2 separate regions of the Triticum aestivum genome follow, and region 2 is linked to region 1. The links are chromatin contacts, called in public HiCAR-type maps. All regions are on one chromosome and are shown on one strand. The core of a region is the stretch at or near the end of the contact, and the rest is flanking DNA. Distances in the headings are between cores, read along the strand shown.

Region 1 (3,686 bases), core at 431-2,930:
TGAAGGCGATAGAGAAGATGTAGGTGCAAGGATTTGTGTTGGAAAACCCATGAGAAAACACATGGTAATTAGGTGGAGAAAGAGAAGGAGCGAATTGTAGGAGGTGAGGGGATTAGACTCATTTCAAGAAGTTCATTTTTTAACATTGATTTTTTTTACAAAAAGTAGTATAAAATAAAAAATTTAAGGGCACAAATGGAGATTGGCTTCTATGCAATGAAAAAAAATCAATATCCTAATACACAAAACATTTGACATCCGCCACGTGTCAAGCATACCATGTATCCGTTGTTGTTGTACTTAGTCCTCTCTGCTTTGATTCTCTTTTGTTCCTCCACCAACGCCATCGCAACATATAGTGACCTCAGGCCTCTCTTATTTAGGGCATCACTTTGACACGCTACTCTCTAATCTATCGACTATCGTGATTCTTGTCGCCTCTGACCACAACAGACAAAGCACTAAGTGGTGGCTCATGTAAGTCATTGTCGTAGGTGGCAGTGGTCAATGCTAACGGTGCATCATTGCTGGGATGGTGCCACTCTCGTGACATCAACCTTTTTTCCGTTGTGCCTCCATCAAAGCATGACACCAAACCTTGTCAGGGTTGCCTTTAGTCGCTTCCTTGTACGTTTTTCCAAAGCTCACGGAAAAGAGGAAAACAGAAACATGAAGAATGGGGAAGTCTAGTAACGCTCGAGAGAGAAACATGATCGTCTTGTGTCATCGTGTGAACATGTGGAGCATGAGGGGGAGGGGGAGGTTGTTCCTCGCCAACGTGTAATAGCTAATTGTCTTTTCTTCTTCTATAATATCAAACATAATATGAAGAGATTCAGTGCTTCATGAGACGTGCGTGAAGTGGGTCCAATATCCATAGCCACCACATCATGAAACACACGAATGGTTCTAGCGCGACCAGTTGCAAGGTGTAAACCCCCTAACTGGATTTTTTTCACCCTGAGATTTCAAACATAATCTAAAGAGATTCGGTGTTTCATGAGATGCACATGGAGCGGGTCCCAATGAACCATTTTCGATCTTCATAGATGTCGTGATCTTCTATATTCATAGCCACCGCGCCATGAAACACGCGTGCGGTTTTAGGCGACGGTTGCATGATTTACCCCCCATCCCCCTCAAGCATAATCTAAGGAGATTTGATGTTCCATAAGATGCACGTGGCAGGGCCCTAATGGACCATTTAGATATCTAATCTTCACATCTGCCATGACCCTTCGATCTTCGTAGGTGCGCCCGGTGAACACGCGAGGGGCCCCAGGCCAACGGTCGCAAATTTGTGATCCCTAATTGGAATTTCCAAAATTCAAAACATAATAACCTACGGAGTCCCGATGTTCGACAAATGTGTGGGGGCGCGCACAAGGGAGCATAATTGTACGTCTCTTGGAAGACATAACCTTCAAGATTCCGAGCATAATTTTGTGGATACAAAAGACGCGCACATTATTATTATTTTTTGACGGTAATCATCAAATACATACAGTGTTGAAAACGAAATGACAATTGCGTGGCTGTCATCAACAAAAAAAATACTCTAAAATAAAACCCGGCGAAGAAGCCGTCTTCCTGGGACAGCGACTCCAGTGTGGTGGCAATTATCCCTCTCCCGGAGAGGGAAAAAGGCAGGCGCCACCATAAATCCCCCGTCTCCACAGACCAGTCCGCCTCCGTCCGCATGCGCTAGCCTCCGGTAATCCATCATTGGCTCCAGCCGATTCACGCACACCCGCCGTGCCGAATTCCCTTCTTTTATCCACGTAGATGCCGCAATTATCTCCCTCTCATGCGCCTGTTGCCTTGCAAGTTGGATGCATTTGATCCCCCCGTCCCTGTGGGGTAGCAAGAAGAAATAGAAGAAGAGGAGAAGAAGAGGCTGCCGCTGCCACCATCTTTATCGGCTGGCTGGATTCCTCATCTGCTTCTCCCTTGCTTTCCTTCGGGCTTCTCCGAGAGGGAGAGACCCACCTCGCGTCCTCCCTCCTCTCTCTGGTCCCCGCTCCCGGGGAGCAACCCTTTTAGTGCAAGATTCAATCTGCTCCTGCTCGCCCCGCCGCTCCCTTACTCCTCCTCGCCCCGCAGATTCGCCTCCCTCCTCCTCCTCTCCTCGCGCCGTGCGGCGGTTCTTGATCCGCTCCAGTCCTGCCGTGTGCCGGTGGGCGCCGCTGCTCCAGGTCCGGCCAAAGGTTGCTGCTTGCGGGGTCCGTGGCGGCGGGCGGGTGGCTGCGTTCCGGCGGCGGCGGCGGCCTCGATCTGCGCCGGGGCTCAGATTTGATCGGCGTGGCGCGCTCCTGGAGCCCGGGGTTCCGATTCGGCCGCGCTCCCGGTGTGCTGCCCCAATTCCCCGACTTTGATGAGGCTCTCGCACTGTGAGACCTACTGCGCCTCCCCCCTCTGCTACATCCCGTGCCTCCCCAAATCCAAAGATGCACCACCACCCGCCGCCGCCGCCGACGCCGTCTCCGCGGCCCCCTGCCCGGTCGAGGACAAGCCGCCTCAGGTCCAGAAGTTTGAGGCCGTCGCGCCGGCGGCGGCCGACAAGGATGAAGACGACAAGGACCACAAGGAGCACGAGGACGGCGAGAAGACGGCGCCGCCGATGCCACTACCCAAGAGCAACCTCAAGAAGGCCAATTGCGGCGAGGACGGCGCCTGCGCCCCCAAGGGCAATGTGAAGTGGCTTGATTTGCTGGGGAAGGATCTCACCGAGGTCAAGGAGTTCGAGCCAAGGTATACACACCACACCACCATCTCCCTCCATGAACTTTTCCAACTGAATTGGCTTGTCTTGCTGCTGTTGCCCATTCACCAGGATGGATGAATTATTGTCTTGTGACGTGTATGCAATTAACTAGGCGAATGTTTTGCATGCTCCGATTTTAGTAACCCAAGGTGTGCACCAAAGACCCGATCCTCCCGGGATATTAAATCATATTGCGCGTTGTGCGAGCGTTGACATGCGCGAATGAAACCATTCCCCGGCGCCAGATGCGCGTCTGCTTTCCTTAATCTATCTTCAATGATGTCTCACATTGCATTGTTTTGTTCCTCCTAGAAATCTGCTTCTTGATACGGGGAGGGGACAGGTCACCCAGTATTGTACTGCAACTTGGAACGACTCGGTCATAATATTTACTTCGGACACGTATAGATAGATAGGTCTATCTATATGCCCCGGCAATCCGAGAGACATCCTTCTGATGCACTGCATTTCTATATGCTTGGTTTTGGTGGGGAGTAGATGACAGGATCAGCTTTATACATGTGTTGGACTTGGTATTCAAGCGAGTTTTGTTTATTCCGAAAAATTTAGCTATGACTTCTGAAATGTTGTCAGCTAGTTATGTAGATTGTGTTGGCATCAGTAATCTTCTAGATTCTAAATTCCACCATCTAAACTTTAGCAAAGTGGGCTCAGGGCATGCTTTCCACCTGTCTATAATAGCGTAAAATTGTATGGTCAATAACTTTGGAGTCTTTTTTCTGATCAAAAAGTAATTCTGGGGCGATACCTATTTTATTTATACTCCTAATTTTAGACCATATTCATGATATTGACTTTTCGAGCCACATGATTTCAGTAGTCCTTTCTGTTTTAAGAGGATTGAAATGACATCAGCTCTCCGCAGAAAGGTTTAGTGTAGCATTGTCATGGTCTCATAGAC
Region 2 (3,686 bases), core at 865-3,364, 210 kb before region 1:
ATGGTTTGGCTACTGGTATGACTAAACAGTACAGATCCAGTAACAAACATGGGATAGTTATTAATGTTCAGGGCCATCAGTATTTGAAAATAGTCTTCAATTATCTGTTAGTTTTGCATGCATATACAAGTTGATCATACCTGAATGGACACAACAAGGATAGAACATTGTGGTACAAAAATTGTGTTTGTAAAATCTACCAGTAGTCTCCACAAGAGCAGACCCCATCCTCAAAGTGGTGGAAACGATTTAGATCTCTGAGTATGATCTGCCTATTAAAGAGCATAGAGACAAGCTTTGCCATCGAATGACAATCTGGACATACACGAAGGTTCTTAACAACACGGAGAGTAGTTCCTGGAGATGTATTTAGAAGCCCGAAAGAAATCGCCAGCTTCTCACTGTGGTATCTTAGGCTTGTGGCCTTCTCCTCCTCGCCCATTTCAACATGGAAGACCTGGGACGTATTAGGGACATAACCAACAAGTTTTAGCTGCTCAATCACTTGATCAACCATTCGGCGTGCATGTGGGTGTCTTGCATCTCCTGCGAAGAACTCATGAACCCTGTTATCTATCTCAATTGAGCTACAGCCAGGCACCTTTACCACCCCCTTTTCATTCATCAGCTTCCTTACCCTGTTCATTTCTTCCCATTCCCCAGTGTTGGCGCACAAGTTCGAGTATATTACATAGTCACCACCATGAGTATCATCCAGCTCAAGAATCCTCTCAAAGACACGTTTTCCAAGATCAACAGCTCCATGGCTTCCACAGGCAGAAAGCAACGTCCTCCATAAGATGGCGGTGGGCTTTATTGGTAGCTCATCAATGAACTTGTAAGCCTTTTCAAGCTGACCTGATCGGGCTAGCAAATCAGTCACGCAACCGTAGTGCTTTATCCCAGGAACGATACCATACTCCCTCATGCTGTCGAAGTATTGTAGCCCTTCGCTCACCATGCCAGAATGGCTACAGGCATAGAGCAGGCCCAGGAATGTAACAGCATCCGGCTTTATCCCTTGCTTCTTCATCTCTTCGAACAGCGAAATGGCCTCCCTGCCGTAGCTGTGGTTAGCATACGCCACGATCATCACGGACCATGCTTGCCTGTCTATTGATTCCATACCCTGGAACACACCGATGGCATCCTCCAAGCTCCCGCACTTCCCATACATGTCGATCAGCGCAGTGTTGACCTTCACGAGGGAGTCAAGCCCTGCCTTCCTGACATACTCGTGGATCCACCTCCCCAGCTCCAATGCTCCCAGTAGTGCGCACGCCGAGAGCACGCTGGTCAACGTCACGGGCGTCGGCTTGAGCCCCTTGGCCTGCATCTCCCGGAACAGCACCAGCGCGTCCCCGGGCCGGCTGCTCCTCACAGCGGCGGTGATCATTGCATTGTACGAGACCACGCAGTCCCCGTCCGGCACCCTGCCAAACATGGCATGCGCCGACCGCGTGTCCCCGCACTCGGCGTACATGTTGATCAGCGTGGGCAGGACGTACTCGTGGTCCGCGGCGCCTGTCTTGACGGCCACGCCGTGCGCCTGCCGGCCCTCCTCCCCGGCCCGCCCCGCCGCGCACGCCTTGAGCAGCGACACGAACGTGTACGTGTCCGGCGCAACGCCCTCCTCCAGCATCCGCACGAACACCCGCGTCGCCTCGGCGTGCGGGGCGGCGCCGTCGGCCGAGCGCGCGTACCCGCGCAGCAGCGTGTTGTACCAGACGACGTCCCCGGGGCTGGGGATTCTGTCGAACACCTGCCGTGCGTACTCGAGGTGCGCCGGGGCCGCGCCCAGCTCGGTGCAGAGCGTGAGGAGCCTGGTGACGAAGGCCGGGTACGCGCCCAGGCCGGACTTGACGGCGGCGGCGTGGAGCTGGGCGAGCGCCCGGAGGCTCGTGCAGTGCGGGAGGTGGGGGAGGAGCGGGTGGTGCGACGGCGGGCTCTTGGACTTGGCGGGAAGGAGAGGGGTGGGCGTGGCGGTCAGAGGCGAGGACGACATGGCCGTCGTGCGATGCTGCCTATCCTCTGCCGGCGAGTGGATCGTCTCACTCTCCTCATCGGCCGGAGAAGATTACACGGCGTCGGATGTTTTGCGGGTTGGGCTTACATGTGGGCCCAACGTGTCAGATACCATCTACACACAAAAAAACGTGTCAGAGACCATTTAAATGTAAAAGAAAAGTGCACTATTTATTTGTTTTCAAACGTTTTCCGGGATTTTGTTGCGTTCCATAATATTTTGACAAAAAAGTGTATAGTTTTGTGTTATAATACTCTTTCTGTTTTTTAGTTGCTGATAAAGACCACATGAAAAGATGACCGTGTTGATAAAAAAAAAATATCAATATCTTGTTTTCTAGTACAATATTTTATATGGTGAATAGTTCTACTACTCAAAATATGAGTCTAGAGAAATGTATTTGAGTGACAACTCCACTGTCTATTCCAGCTGTCACCCTCAAAACGATGTTTCGTCAGCACCACACTTGGCCATCGTCATCTCTTCTTGAGCAACACTCTCGCTCTCTTGCTCATTTATGTCTCTGCACCGACGAGGGGTGAGGCGTTCACCTCCATCTTCAACCCATAGCCACGCCCTCGGCGATCTCCAACAAAAGTTGTGGAGTTTACCTTGTAATCCCAATCCATTCGCCAAGAGCACGGCAAGGAGGCGCCCCTTCGACGACTTCTCTACTTTCATTTTCGGGTAAGTTTTTTATGAAAGAAAAGGAAAAGTCATATTTTTCGTATTTGTTTTAAGGCATACTTTACGTACTTTTTGTGTTTTATAATATATGGAGCAAATGTATATAGTTTTATGTTATACTGCTCATCTTGTTTTCAAGGTGCTAATAAAGACCACACGTAAACAAAGTTTGTATACATCAAGGAATACTAGTGTTTAATTTTTACAAGAACTTTTGTAGTAAGTACTTGTATTCCCACATGAGTTTGAAAACTATGAGTCCAATATAAATGTGTTTGAGTTATGATTCTATTGTCTAATCGAGTTGTCACCAAATGACGTTTTCTTAGCACCACACTTCCCATCCTTATCTCTTATTGAGCACCGCTATCACTCATTCATGTCTCTGCACCGACGAGGGGTGAGGCGTTCACCTTCATCACAACCTATCACCACAACCTTAATGATCTCCAACAAAGATGTGGAGTTTACATTGTAATCCCAACCCATCCACCAAGCGCAAGGCAATGAGGCGTGTCTTCGGAGACTTCTCTACTTTCCTCTTCGGGTTAGCTTTTATTATTACTACTATATAAGTGCTTTATGCGTAGATTCTTTTGCTGCCTAAATCTTCCATTTAGTTGCTTGTGGCACTCTTAAATTTTCTACAAATATTGATGTGATAATCTTCCGAGAATAGTAGGTGTTCTTGGTGGAGAAAAGGGTCCCGTGGGTGGGAAGTGATCATCCCCGGAGTCGTTTGTGCCAAAATCCCGCAACAAAGAGCAACCAACATCCAATTCTACGGAGGCCACTCCCGCTAAGTGGCTCCTCGGGTTAGATAGTAAACCATCGAGCATGATCTGATAGACTAGGATTATGGTTTTGGTAGAGTGGGAGGAGAGGTTAGGGAAGGCGGTGGGTAGAGGATGGCTAAGTATCCAAGTGCCGGTCGTGAAGGATGTGGATAAACCGTTGTTGGTGAGGACGAAAT

What was found. HiCAR-type assays count read pairs that join an accessible place to other places.
Region 2: a contact with region 1 is called in a HiCAR-type map of leaf, with 5 times the contacts expected there. The contact joins the promoter of LOC123123175 here to the promoter of LOC123123174 in region 1. A contact is called at or near these places in 4 of 5 Hi-C or Micro-C datasets (leaf and an unstated tissue) and 1 of 1 datasets of contacts at active chromatin or transcription factors (leaf).

The regions. Positions count from the first base shown.
Region 1 is chr5D:497,826,358-497,830,043 of IWGSC CS RefSeq v2.1, reverse strand. LOC123123174 reads left to right here and starts at 1,680. Exons shown (of 2, transcript XM_044543640.1): 1 at 1,680-2,751. The coding sequence starts at 2,375.
Region 2 is chr5D:498,033,086-498,036,771 of IWGSC CS RefSeq v2.1, reverse strand. LOC123123175 (pentatricopeptide repeat-containing protein At2g02980, chloroplastic-like) reads right to left here and starts at 2,114. Exons shown (of 1, transcript XM_044543641.1): 1 at 1-2,114. The coding sequence starts at 2,005. The coding sequence ends at 197.